2 separate regions of the Anser cygnoides genome follow, and region 2 is linked to region 1. The links are chromatin contacts, called in public Hi-C maps. All regions are on one chromosome and are shown on one strand. Each heading gives the region's core, a stretch centred on a gene start, on an enhancer-like site or on the middle of the called end of the contact. The rest is flanking DNA. Distances are from core to core; before and after follow the strand shown. Region 1 holds the start of LOC106036329 (LIF receptor subunit alpha). Region 2 holds the start of C9 (complement C9).

Region 1 (4,205 bases), core at 1,238-3,737:
ATAGCAGCTGTGATATTTTACAGGGAGAGTTGCATGATGAGACAGGATGCATAGATGGCATATTTTCTGAGGATCAGAAGTCATAGGGAAAGGACAATTAGACCAGCTATTAGTCTATGGGACATTTATATTTAAGCTAGCATATTTCACTGTATAACAATCAGATAACTGAAACCTAACCATCCGCAGCTTTATCACCTTGAAACTTTTACTATACAGTCTTGTCTTATATAGCATCAGGTCAAAAAAGTTTCTTAACTTCTAATTGCGTCATTAAACATTGAGTCATTAAATACAATACCAAAGCCTTAAAATAACTTCAGGAACTACCCCTGCCTCTGATTTCTCCTGGCAGCTCCTTCTCATTTCACAGTCACATTTTCCTGCTCTAAAAAACTGAACACCTCTTTACCCAGTTCCTGTACAGAATGCCTGTAAATTACAGGGAAGCTGCCTTGCTAATCAGTAAGAGAAAATAGTAAAAATGAATACCGTTTGATTTTGTCTTACACAAAATGGGCCAGATCTTCTGCAATTACTTCTAGTACACATTCCTTGATCAGCAGGGCTTCCTGCCAAGTGAAACGCCTGTGAGCCATTACTAAGGGGAAAGTAACATGAGCTGCAGAAAAGAAAGGTGGTACAATTTCATTTGACATTTTCAGTGCCTTCAAAAGAGAGTCCTTGTGTCCCTTTCATCGATGGAAACCTGCATTTTTGGAGCAGTCTCCACAGCACAGGCACGAGCTGTGTCCTTCCCAGCCTTGGATGCAGACTTTGGGAAGACACCAGGCTTCAGTTCCTGAGATCTGAAACGGCAGAAAGGCAGAGGCACTCCTCCCTCGGATGTGTCAGAGCAGTGAAATGGCCACCTTCTTCTCCCCAGGCCTTCTGGTGCTAAGGACATTCCCAGCCCTGGCTGCTGTAACGTGGAAAGAGGCCAGGAGGACTTCAGGGTTAGAACAGGAACAAGGAATTAAATGCAGAAATGGTCTTAGGCAGCTGACATATCAAATCTCTTGGTGCCTGAACTGCACAGCAAAGTTCAGACCACAGAATTAGGCATCCAGCAGGCCTTTCCAGTGGGGAGACATTTGGGACTGTGAAGACCTGACTGACATGCTAGAAGGTAACTGCTTAAACCTACTGGTTAGAAGACCACTAAGGAGAGAACTCTCCAAAAGTCTCTCTGTCCTTGGAGTTTTACATGTTTCAGGCTATGTCAGGAGGAAACATCATCTTCTGCTTGGAATGCACAGCCCAGGGCTTCTCTCCAACCCTTCTTTCTCAAGAACAGTATGTGTATAAGGAGACTCAATGCTTCCTCTTAAGAAGGTGACGCAGGTCAACGGATAGACAACTGCCTCAGGATACAAGGCCCGAAGTCAAGCATGCTCTTGAGGCAGAAGAGACCTAACCACAAGGTTCATGCTTCTCTTGCTCTGGTCTACTGAAGCTTCAATTGTCTTTGCACAAGTGAAAACACTGGAAAGTGAAGGCAAGGATGCAAGATTTCAACTCTACAAAACAGCCTATATTCACTTAGCCTGAGCAGGGAACGTGGAGGATGGCAGGAGGCTGTGGCTTTGAGGACCTGAAATCCATCTACATAGTCAAGACAGGATACAAGCCTGGTCCAGGACCTCTGTGCAAGCATACACAGTTCTTTATTACCTACATTCTGAGAAAAACAATCTACGACAACTTGGGAAACCTCCGTAGGAAAATGTAGGCAGAAAAATGCAGGGAAAACTGAACAGTTACTTTTTCTCCTGGTCTTGCTGTGGTTTACTGGGGAACAAAAGAGGAGCCACAGGCCTGCCAACTCTTCTGATTTTATGGGCCTCGTGGTATATATTTTTTTAATTGCCTGACTCTTGAGACTGTGGGATTGTGAGGATTTCAAGTTTAATTTAAAAGAGAGGCTGGCACGTAACTGTTGTGGCTTCAAAGAAATGTTGGAGGTCGAGCCCCAGACCTCAAAGACTAGAGGCAAATACAAGATAAAATGAGTCGAACGCCTCCCGCACTCCGTGCCCTGGGCCCACCGCTTCGTGCCCCGGAGGGCTGGCGGTGCCGGGGACATCCAGAGCCCTTTCCTTAGCCGGGCGTTTGGCCTCGTCCCGGCGGGGACCGGGGACGATCAGGCCAGACCCGTGACTCCACCAGCCCCCGCAGCCCGCTCCCAACAGCCCGCCGGGGACCCGGCGGAAACCACCGGCCTCCCAAGCATCCCCAGCGGCGGCGCAGCGACCAGGACGCGGCGCTGAGCTCGCCTCAGGGCCCGCGGCCGCCCCTCAGCCCCGCGGCGGCGGCGGCGCGCTGAGCCCGGGGGGCGCCGTCCCCGGGGGGCAGGCCCGGGGGGTGCCGCCGCCATCCCGGGCAGCCGCGGCGCCGGGCGGTGCGCGGCCGAGGCTCCTCCCGCGGGCAGACCGCCAGGCCCTCTCCTCCCTCTGCCCGCCGCCTGCCTCCATCGCTCCCTCCCTCTCTCCCTCCCCGCTTCCCTCCCTCCCTCCTTCCTGTCGGCGCTGCGCACTGCTGCCCGCCGGAGCTGGGCCGCCCGGGAGCGCGCCGCCGGGCAGCCCCGCGGCATGAGGCGGCGGCCGGGCAGGGCAGGGCGAGGCGGCGGCGGGTGAGCGGGCGAAGGGGGCACGGCAGCCCCGGGGGCTCGGCACGGACCGGGGACAGGTGGGGGCGCGGCGGGGGTCGGGCGCTGCCTCCCCCGGGGGGACGGCGGCGAAAGCGGCGGCTCCGCTCCGCCGCTGCCCGGAGCTTAAAAAGCGGCTGTGCGGCAGGTTGGTCGGAGCGAGGACGGAGCCGTGGTAAGTGTGCGTGCCTCTCCTCGGCGTGAGGGCTCATTTATTTGGTTGGCTTTGGAACTAACACCCTCCGAATATAGATATATAGATAGATATATATATACGCACACATATATATATACACACACACACACATACATACATACACACACATATATACACACGTATATATATGCACACTATATATATACACTCACACATATATACACTCACATATGTATACACATATATATACACACACATATATATACTCACATATACACACACATATATACAAATATATATACACACATATATACTCACATGTATATATATATATACACAGATATATATACAGATATATATACACAGATATATACTCATATATATATATACTCACATGTATATATATATACACAGATATATACACACACACACATATATATACATGTAGATATATATATACACATATATATATACACATACACATGTGAATATATATATATATATATATATAATAGGGACCTTGGGAGGGGAATCTGGAGCCCTCCCTGTGGCTGGAGAGCATCCGGCTGTGCTGCGCGCCTCGCCGCACGCCGGCTGCGCCAGGGCACGGTGGCAGCTTGCCGTGTCTATTTTAAGGGGTTGAACTTGTGACGGGTTTAGAGGCTGGGGTTTTAAAAAGATCTCTCTAAGCCTCCAAGGTGGTTCTGGAGAGGGAGTTGTTCTCCTGTTGAGGTTCGGTGTGTAAGTAAATTTGAGCTGGGCGTATTGTGTTGGCATGCTGTGGGGTTGCTTCGGCAGGAACTGGTGATGTAGGTGGTTTTTCTGTTTTTCAGTCATAATCTGTGATGGATGCCTGGGGACTTCGCTATAAATGGGAGTCGAGCTCCAGATAAATATTGTAATCACCTAGTGCCAGGGAGATCCTGGCTGTGGCTATCATGTAGGAATTATTGTTTGAATTCTCTTCTACAGACTTTCACACTTAAAATCTCTGTTGCAAAAGCCATCATATATTCATTTTCCACAACCAAGTTGGCTGTGTCCTGTCAAATTCTGTCATGGAATCACAGGTACTGGGTGGCTTTCTGTTGTGTTTGAGGGCAGGTTGTTACTTAAGTCAATGTGACTTGTCTGTGACATCTCACCTGGGAGTCTGTTCTGCCTTTTTTCCTTACTGTAAAAGAATTCTTTAAATTCTTATTAAACCCTTAACATGTAGCACGAACCCAGACCGTTAATCAGACTTAGCAGGTTCAGTAGCTGTGAGGAAGATTAAGGTCCATGCCACCCCACGTTCCCTTTCAAATCATCATGTGGCAATGCCAGCTGAGACAGTATGTTGTTTAAAGTTGTTCCATCGGTGCACATGTGCTTTATAAATAAAGCTTTGCACATCCTGTA
Region 2 (4,079 bases), core at 29-2,528, 310 kb before region 1:
TTCTCTAGGACCATGGAAGCTGTAGACATGAATGAATTAAGCTTCTAAATGTAGTGTAATTTAATTAGGCCACTTGCAAAGTAGTTGAAATAGACAAAACTCCTTCAGGGAAAACTAAATAGGAAGGGAGAAAAGATCTAGCTCACTTTACAATTAATGCAGATGGCTAACAAGAACAAATCTGTCAGAAAGCTACTGTCTTAGATTCACCTTTGGTACTGGAGACAGACCTGTAACATTCAGCAAAAAAGTCAGGCTGACTACAATAGAATAGGTGGTTACTCGCTTCTGCCAATACCAGTTGATTGGGATTGAAAACAACTCCTTTGGAAGGGAGTTGGTATCCAGCTTGAAATATAGGTCTTATGAATCTTTTTTTTCCTGCATAGCAACATGTGATTTAGTATTCAAAAATACCATCTAATCTAAAACAAAAGTGTTCTCTCTCCTTGCTTAAGAGAAGGGATATATTTACCAGCATAGTTTGAACTAAGTATCTAAATGACTATTTGCTGTTCAAGCTAAAATTAACAGTTCTAGCTGGAGCTTGACAATACTTGTCGGGATAATCACTAAGTTAGAAGAACCTCTTCCAGTCTGGTCAAAGATGATTGCTGGTCTGCTAGTTAAGTTTGAATGGACATTTGCTATGACTTAGTTTCTGTTTTAAAGAACCATGAACTTGGTGGTATATTTAACATCAACTGAAGCAGGTATGATGAAACAGTACAAGTGTCTGTGTCATGGTCTGGCTTTCATGTTCAACAAACTAATGTAACTGGACTCATCAAGCTGGATCGATGCTGCATAAGATTTCTTCATAGAGATTGTCCCAAGTCAAGCATGGGTTATAAAAAAAAAAAAAAAAAAAAACAAAAAACCTGCCACTCCTATTCAACCTTAAAAAAATAATAAAATAAAATAAAAAAAATAAAATGGGAACAGGGGGGAAAAGTATTTATTATCCATGGTATTGCAGAATAACCTTGTACTAGATTATTTAAGGTTTGAGTCCAAATGCTTAAGTAATGCTTAACTGCTAAAAACCAGGTTATCTATGTGTTACTTCTGTTCTGTGGCTCTGTCCAGCACACAGTGCCTTAAATCTGGGTTATAAAAAACTGCTGAATAAGAATGGCCTTCTAAAGAGTAGCTTGTGTTTGGGGTTTTGGTGAGAGAGTGAGAAGTAGAAGCCTACTTCAAAACATCAAAAAAAATTGTGTTGCTCTTTTATATTGGCATTAGGGGGTGGGAGTGGAGGGAGGAATGTTAGGACTTTTTTTTCCTCAAATGCAACAAATAAGAATTCCAAACATGTTAGAAACTGAATGAAACTGAATTTACCCTTGTAAACAGCTCTGCTTTAGGAACTACTTGTTCCTTATGTAAGTCACTATGATTGCTGTTACTAGGCAGTTAATTTATTTTAATTGAATGGAAAACATCTTCCCTATATTTAAAAGATACTAGTAAATGCTCTTTCATCGTGAAACTACTTTATACTATTTCCCAATCTCCATAGAGGAAAAAGCCAAACTTTCTGAAAAGTGGACTTTAGAGCACTTACCGTAAGTCAGTTTTGGCTAGCAACTTGCATTTTTCAGTAAGTGCTGCCTTTTTTTGTTCTCCTCTTGGTAATAAATAACAAACAGAACAAATAAAGAGTTTGCAAATTCAGTTTCAGCATTTCTTTCCTACTCAGATACAAAATGAGAAGCATGCATGTTGTCCTGCAGCTAATATTCATATTATGCAGTTTAGAGGTGTTTGCCTCACTTTCGGGAGAAAGCAGAAGGTAAGTGTCTTCAGTTTTCTATAGCTGTCTGTGCTATTATTTTTCTCCAACATAGCATAAGCCACCAATGTAAACATTTCCACTGGCAGCTTGCTTATATATTTGGTGAAATCGGGAACTTCTTTCCTTGAAGATTTTTTTTTTTCAAGAAGTTAAAATGGTTTATCCACTTCACTTATTTTGCCATCAATTACATTGATAGCTGTTGAAGCTATATTCTTACTCTTATATTCTTATAGTGAGGGTGGAGCTCAAGCAGCTTTTTTCCATTATGTGCTGAGTGTGAAAATATAGTACGATCTCAATCATTATATTATTATATGCACAATTTTATGCTGATAGTATTTATATTAATATCTCAAGTCTCCTAGACTGCACATCTCTAATTCTTTGGAAATATAGCCTTTGGTTTTCAGTATAAACATCACTAGAAGGAGGAGGACTGCAGGCTCAGTCTCTATGAAAATATCATTTGAAAACAACTGAATAGCTACACAACGAGAAATAGCTCTGACTAGTCTATGTCTCACTTATGAGAATAGCCAGTACTAAGTGGTGTAAGAATGTAAGTCTTAATAGCCAAATGTACATTAAGAACGAATCAAGGTCTGCCTGCTTTAAGACTTAAATTGTGGTATGTGAAGTGTTTTGTGATGACATGAATGCTGTATAAAAAAAAAAAAAAATGTTGCTTCTTGCATGAGTGTCTAGGCCTGAGGCTGGATACTGCTATTGATGCTTGAAATACCCGAACAGACTTTGCAAAAAGAGCCTTCAAAACCATAAGGCTTTATGTTTCTCCCTTCTTTTTGATGATGGTTAATTGGGCATCCAGATCTAATTAGAGCACAGCTTTGATATATTCATCTAGAAATAATCCAGCCAGAAGATAAGACTATTACAGCTTCTGGAGCAGGCAACGTGGGCCAGACCATGCAGCTGCAAGATGGCACTAGCAGCCACAGTTGTTGTATCATAGAATATCCCGAGTATCATCAAGTCCACCTCCTGGCACCACATAGGTCTACCCAAAAATTCAGACCATATGACTAAGAGCACAGTCCAAAACAGTCCAAAAGCTTCTTAAACTCCGACAAGTTTGGTGCTCTGACTATGCCCCTGGGGAACCTGTTTAAGTTTACTGTCATGTAATGCTATCATGGCTTCAGTTACAAGGGAGCCATGACTTCTTTGTTGGTCAGTTCTAACTATCAGACCAACCCTCTTTCTCAAGTCATCAGTTTTTTAAATGATGGATTGAATAGCTCTATATTTTAATGCACAGATCAACAATAAATCAATGAGGATGGTTGGCTTGAAGCTGCCAATAAAGTATTTTGCAATCTAAGAGAGGTGAAAGCAATTTTTGTGTACTGATTTTGAAATGCCTTTTTCTTTCAAAAGACCATTCTTCCATTCCTCAAACCTTCCCAGTGATGGGTAGCACAGAAAGTATTTTGATTTCCATACTTGTCTCTAAAATTCTCGCTCTGATTTACCACCTTCAGTGACACTCTTAGAAACCTAAATGCTTTCTTTTCTTTGATATTTAAATTGCATGCCTCAACATCTCCTGTTTCAGCATGACATTTCTGTAACATTTTCTCCCTGGGTTTAATCATAGAATCATTCAGGTTGGAAAAGAACTCTAAGATCATCTAGTCCAACCTTTAACCTTGTACTGACAAGTCCACCTCTAATTATACTGCTAAGTTTTACATCCTCCAGGGATAGTGACTCAACCACTTCCCTGGGCAGCCTATTTCAATGCAATGCAATCCTTTGAGTAAAGAAATTTCTCCTAATATCCATCTTAAACCTCCCCTGGTGCATCTTGAGGCCATTTCCCCTCATCTTATCACTTGGTGCTTGGGAGAAGAGCCCTATCCCTGCCTCACTACAACCTCCTTTAAGGCAATTGTAAAGTACAGTAAGGTCTCCCCTGACCTTTTTTTTCTCTCCAAGCTAAACAACCCCAGCTCCCTCAACTGCTCCTCATAAGACTTATTCTCTAAAAATGAGGGAAGTGGATATAATGTGGAAGTGGAAAAACTCAGTTTTCCTAATGTCTGTTTTTCTAAACAATGTTGTTCAATAAAATGCTTTTTCCATAGGTGTCCATTTGAATTTCCAGATCAATATAGACAGTGTTGGCATTTCAGAGTTCATGATGCTCACTTGCGATGACTTTTTTTCTGACTTTTTTTGTTTTTCCTGCTGTAAAGTCAAGTAGATCCAAAACCTCAAAGCTGGACTTGCAACAAATGCTGTGAACCTTGTGTCC

Evidence for each region. Hi-C and Micro-C count contacts between places; a contact is called where the count stands out from the background.
Region 2: a contact with region 1 is called in a Hi-C map of liver, with 8 times the contacts expected there. The contact joins the promoter of C9 here to the promoter of LOC106036329 in region 1. A contact is called at or near these places in 2 of 7 Hi-C or Micro-C datasets (both in liver).

Annotation. Positions count from the first base shown.
Region 1 is chrZ:67,506,047-67,510,251 of Taihu_goose_T2T_genome, reverse strand. It overlaps LOC106036329 (LIF receptor subunit alpha), which reads left to right and starts at 2,487. Exons shown (of 21, transcript XM_066988901.1): 1 at 2,487-2,632.
Region 2 is chrZ:67,816,989-67,821,067 of Taihu_goose_T2T_genome, reverse strand. C9 (complement C9) reads left to right here and starts at 1,278. Exons shown (of 12, transcript XM_066987688.1): 1 at 1,278-1,795. The coding sequence starts at 1,710.